Regions from separate parts of the Ovis aries genome. Here region 2 is linked to region 1. A link is a contact called in public Hi-C data. All regions are on one chromosome and are shown on one strand. The core of a region is the stretch at or near the end of the contact, and the rest is flanking DNA. Distances in the headings are between cores, read along the strand shown. Region 1 holds the start of SLC25A28 (solute carrier family 25 member 28). Region 2 overlaps ENTPD7 (ectonucleoside triphosphate diphosphohydrolase 7).

The links. A called contact is a pair of places that touch in the nucleus more often than the background predicts.
Region 2: a contact with region 1 is called in a Hi-C map of liver, with 2.2 times the contacts expected there. The contact joins the enhancer-like site here to the promoter of SLC25A28 in region 1. A contact is called at or near these places in 6 of 16 Hi-C or Micro-C datasets (blood, liver, mixed tissues and 1 more).

Annotation. Positions count from the first base shown.
Region 1 is chr22:20,403,978-20,406,730 of ARS-UI_Ramb_v3.0, forward strand. SLC25A28 (solute carrier family 25 member 28) reads right to left here and starts at 1,371. Exons shown (of 4, transcript XM_012103183.4): 1 at 989-1,371. The coding sequence starts at 1,279.
Region 2 is chr22:20,440,246-20,442,998 of ARS-UI_Ramb_v3.0, forward strand. All of the region lies in intron 4 of ENTPD7 (ectonucleoside triphosphate diphosphohydrolase 7), which reads left to right. Among named protein-coding and RNA genes, the nearest start is that of ENTPD7, 19 kb to the left of the region's middle. Within about 2 kb of position 1,441, at least 11 of the 54 cell types and tissues checked have an H3K27ac peak or open chromatin away from gene starts, as enhancers often do. A contact at or near this core is called in liver and tail adipose tissue, where this site is marked.

The DNA of each region.
Region 1 (2,753 bases), core at 121-2,620:
TTGCCAATGCACAAGAATAAGAACTGTAAAGAACAATGCATTCCCCCTCGTTACCCAGCTTTCTTCAGAAACACCTAGTCACTACCTAGTCTTGTACCCACTCAAGAGCCTGCTTGGTGTGGATGAAATTACTTTCACTTTCCCAGGAATCATGCCCTCAGGTTGGTCCCGTTTCATTTTCTTTACACTAACATCTACTTTCTTCACACTAACATCTATTTTCCAATACTGTCATGCCTCCCTTATAGGCAACTTTTCCCTTTTTGTCAACTTCAAGTGGCTAAAGATATACACTATGAGGTCCATCCCTCCTAGGAGGGGTGATGTGCTCCCTGCACACACACAACCCCAATCCCAGCTAAATTTTCATGTTCAGGAAATAGGTGGGGTATCAGGCCTGCTGCACTGAGAAACCGAAACTTTTTCCTGGTCTTTCTCATACTATTTCCAGTCAGGAACTCTGAATTCTGACTGTACAAAGATTTCCACTCACTCATTGATTAAGATTTAATAAGTAAATCTTTCATCTAGCTGAGATATCCCAGACTCTGGTTCCTGCCCTGTCACTTGTAAACACACAAGATTAGTTTGTAAAAGCAATCGGAACATCTCTAACTTTTAAGATCCTGTTCTGGGTCTTCAATAAGCGTTACCTTAATGAAGTTAGTAGCACTTACCTGTTCCTTTCCCATCCCACCCTATTCCTGTTTAGTCCCAGATGGGATCCAGGGTTTTGGCTGACAGATTTCCTTCCCAGAGTCCGGATTCAGATCTCACTGACGGTTAGAAATGGGTCCCGATTCCTGACTGGGATCAATTCCCGGCTGGGACCTTGCTTGCACGGAGTATCGGTCGAATAGTGGGGTGGTGGTAGGAGCCAGAAAGGAAACCCTGTCGGCTCCGGCTCTCGGCTGGGATCCTGGCTCCAGGCATGACCCAGGGGGTCGGGTCAGCCCCAGGTCGGGTTCGGAGCAGGTCCAGGTCTCACCTTGACGCAGTCGACGGGGTACATCACGCAGTGCTCCAGGATCCCTGCCACGGCGCCCGCCACCATGTGCGTGGTGACAGTGGTTCCAGCCGGCAGCGCCTCGTAGTCCGGGCCGGAGTCCGGATCCTGTCGTACAGGGGGCCTGCAGGCCCCGGCCTCCCCGCCGCTGGCCCCCCGGCCCACGCCCCGCTGCAGCCACCCGTCCAGCAGCGCCGACTCCCCGGGGCTCCGCCCCGGCCCAGCCGCCGGCCCCCCCGCCACACCGCCAGCACCCCGCCCCTCCAACTCCATCCACCCGGGCCAGCTGCGGCGCCCACCCTCGCCACCGCCGCCACTGCCGCCGCCGCCCCCCAACCCCGTCGCGTCTGCCTCAGGCGCGGCCCAGAGAGCCGGGGGCCTCCGGCTCCCGCTTGGCCCCGAGGACACGCCCCTCAGTCAGCCATTGGTGCAGCCGCCAAGTTAGCTCCGCCTCTTAGTTTACGTAAAAAAATATGTCTGTGGTATTAGTGAACTTGCCTGTCATTTCTTCGCCCCGCGGCGTTGCTACCGCTTAGATCCCACCCCTTCCCCTTTGATCTTGGAAGCTTCTTGTTTATTGGCCATTTGATTGGCCAGCATGTAAGATCAACCCGCCCTCCGACTTTTCTGGAGGGCGGGAGAAACTTAAGGCTGAACTTTGATAGGCTCAACCACCCTTGATGCTTTGACCCCGGCCATTGGCTAGCATCACGTCGGGATCTGATTGGCTACAGGAAGAGGGTGAAGCGCCCAGGGGCTATCGAGGCGGAATTTGGGCCCCAGACTGGCGCCGGTGGAGCTGTGTGCGCTGAAGGCTACATCGCTTTGGGGGGGTAGGGAGGGGGAGGGGGGGAGGGCGGTACTCGGCCTTCAAGGTCAAACCGCTGACTGGTGCCGTTAAGATCCGCGCTCAAGCGCCTGCCCCGAATCCCTAGACTCGCAGGTTGCGTGCGGACTGGTGGCCCTGGCGCGAGAGCTCTATTCCCGCGGGATGTCGGGCTGACGTGGGGCGGAGCCGGCCTGGGCTTGGCATCCCCTGGCGTGGCCCACCGGTCTGTCACGAAAGCTGTTGCGACATGCAGGCAGCGGCCGGTTAAACTCTTGTCAGGTCGGGAGTGTTGTTCCCTGTGGGCCATGTGCGGGCACACTCCTGAGGGCTCGGTGCTCCTCAGGCCCCAGAGTCACCCAGTAAACCCCCCAGTTCTTGAGTGAATGAGTTGGGAGACCTGCTGACGTTATACCCTGAGTCTAGCCGAGAACTGAGGCCGGGAAGAGAGCTGTCGACGTCGGGGCGGGAAGATTCAGAGACAATGACAGCTGGGGAGGCTGGGCAGGAGGCAGCTGCTGCCCAAACACAGCAGGAAAGTGCGTCAAATAGGGGAAGCTTGTCCCTAAACTGACTCACTGATGAGCCCCTTCCCGGTGACGATTCCTTTGTTTTAAGACGGCTCTCCCTCGCAGACAGGTGGGCTGGAGTCTCAGAGGGACGCTTATGGTTAAAGAACAATGTCAGCAGCCCCCAGCCTTGAGCATCACCTGGGCCGTGAGGATACACAGGTGGTGCTTTGCTATGGCTTCAGGCTGGGTTGATGAACACAGGCTTTCCGAACTCCGTCTGCCCGGCTTCAGTAACCCTTCACTGGATCGTGTTTGCACAAGTTTCTCCAGCGTTTCCAGATAGGTCTCTACTCCCACGTTTACTAAAATGATGATGTAATTGTGAACTTAAAAAAAAAAATCTGTTTCT
Region 2 (2,753 bases), core at 191-2,690, 36 kb after region 1:
TTCTCTGTCCATGGGATTTCCTAGGCAAGAATACTGGAGTGAGTTGCCATTTCCTTTTCCAGGGGATTTTCATGACCTGGGGTTCGAACATGGGTCTCCTGCACTGCAGGCTAATTCTTCACTAGGCAGATTCTTCACTGTCTGAGGCACCAGGGAAGCCCAGAGGGGAAGCATAATTTCACAAGGGTGGTAGGAAGGTCACCTGAGGGACTGGGTATCTGGGGGCTAGTAGGAGGGCTCTGGTAAGATTTGAGTTTTCTCTGTAACTTTGCCTGGCTTCCTGGTGACAGCTGGTGCTGCCTGCAAGCTCGGTCTCCATGGCTTGAGACCAGGTTTTTCATCACTTGTCAGGTAAGTTTTTTCCACATGACCTTGGCAATTTAGCTTGGCATTTTTGTCACCTAATCCTAGAGGAGGAGGAAAAGGAAGAGGCAGCGGCTATACTTAGGTCTGATCCCTCCTTGTTTGTGATTTCTCCCCTTTGACACCTCCCTGACCCCTCTACACTTACTGTGGTCTTGGGGTAGGTAGGAATGAGCCCCCTTAACTTGAGCATCCATCCTTCTGGAATGTCCACAGTCTCATAGTCATCAGTATTTTTTATTAGCTTAAATATTTTTCCTTGATAATTAGGAGTTCCCTTTGCACAGAACTTCATTTTGTATGTTTGGCCAACAGCAGTGAAAACCTCTGTCATGTGTATAGGGCCCCATTCAGCCTGTGCCAGACAGGCCACACAGTACAGTCTGTGCCAGTGCGTCTTTCAGTGCATTGCTCTCCTGCTGCTCAGGTGCAGACGTACTGGTTTCCTCTCTGGTTTACTGTTGAGAAGCCATTTGTCATCGTTAAAGGCCTTCTAGCTCCTTATTTTCACAAACATTTTGGTTTTAATTTTTTTGTTGTTTTTACTTATTTTTAAAACTGAAATTTATGATGTAGAACTTCACATCATTAAATTTTAAAAGTAAAACAAAAAAGTCATTATTCTACTGTCTTATCAAAACTGTTTCATTTTGTTCTATTCCTTTCTATCTGTACATCTATATGTAACTTCTACAAAATCGTTCTCATACTACACATGCAGTTTAGAATTTTTGTTTTTGACAAAAGTAATACATCATTCTTCCCAGGTGATTTTCCAGGTGGCTCAGGGGTAAAGAACTCACCTACCAATGCAGGAGATGTGGGTTTGATTCCTGGGTTGGGGAAATCCCCTGGAGGAGGATATGGCAACCCACTGCAGTATTCTTGCCTGGGAATTCCCATAGACAGAGGAGCCTGGCAGTCCATGGGCTTGCAAAAGAATTGGATACAACTGAGCAACTAAACACCACCGCCACCACCGCCATTCAGAATTTTGCAAACCCTTGGGAGAGTGTGGATGACACACGTGGTGCCATATCATGGGTTCCGTGAACGGACTGAGGTCTCACAAACCAGGAAGGAGGTTGGCGGGCCAGAGGAAAAGCTGACTCAGAGGTCAGAAAGGCAGAGCCAACCAACAGGGCAAAGATTTGGCCACATTTTGTGAGCAAAGTGGAGCAAAGGAGAGGATTGCCCCATCTGCTGGCACTGCCCATCCTTTCCTCAGTCAGAGAAGTTTCTATTTAAACAAAACCACCCCATTAGCTCCACCCCATTTGTCTAAGATGTTCTTTGTCATCATGGAACTCTGAATATTAATATTTATTTTATCTTAAGAATTTGTAAAGAACTTGCCTTTAACTTCTGTTTTGATCACCTCTTTTAATAATACCTAGATCTATCCTGGGCTTATGAAACCTCTAAGGTAGCTATAGTTGTTGACATAAGTGTAACAATCCCTGGAAGAACCTGTTTTATATAATTAATACTTTGTTACTTATTCGTATTTGTGAGAAATATTCAAAATGGGGGTGGATCACCTGTACGGTATTTTGGATTTATTAGCAGGATGTTTTATTTCTTTGCCAAAGGCCTAAACTAATAGAATTTATTCTACTGCCTTTTTATTTTGTAATAGAAATAGCTTTAAAGAACTACAAAGCGATATTATAAGAAAATTGTAAAGTGATAAGGAAAAAAACTTAATTATGGGAAATTTCAAATATATATAGAAGTAGAGGGAACAGTGTGTGACTCCCCATTTACTTACCACCCAGCTTGAGCAGTTGTCAACATTTTGCCATAGACATTTTTTTTTAAATAAAGAAGCAGTATTGAATTTTAGAAAACCAGTGTTCCGTCCTATCCTGTGAAATACATGAAGAGCGTTTTGTTTATTAACATAAATTGGGATAATATTATATATACTGTTTTCTAACCTGTTGGAACTGGAACTCTTTTCATGTCAATACAGGTAGATAGAAATTGACCTCATTTCTTTTTAACATCTGTATGCTATAACATTGTATGAATATACCATAAATTACTTAGCCAGTCACTACTGATGTACATACAGTTAGATTATTTCCAGTTTTTCACTGTTACAAGTAATGCTGCAGTATTTTTCTCCTTTGTATTCTTGTCTGATGACTTTCATGCAATAGCTGTCTTACAATACAGTTATTAGGTCACAGGTTTAAACACATTAACAATTTTGATACTAGTCCCAGATCACCCTTTAGAAAGATTCTACCAGTAATGTACATTTCAAACAGCAGAGTGTGTTGCTGCCCATTCTTCAACATCATCACCAGACCAGCAAGCCTTTGGATATTTGGGTGTTCTTTGGTGTCGTCTTTGAGTATGCTTACTGAAGCATATTCAGTAAG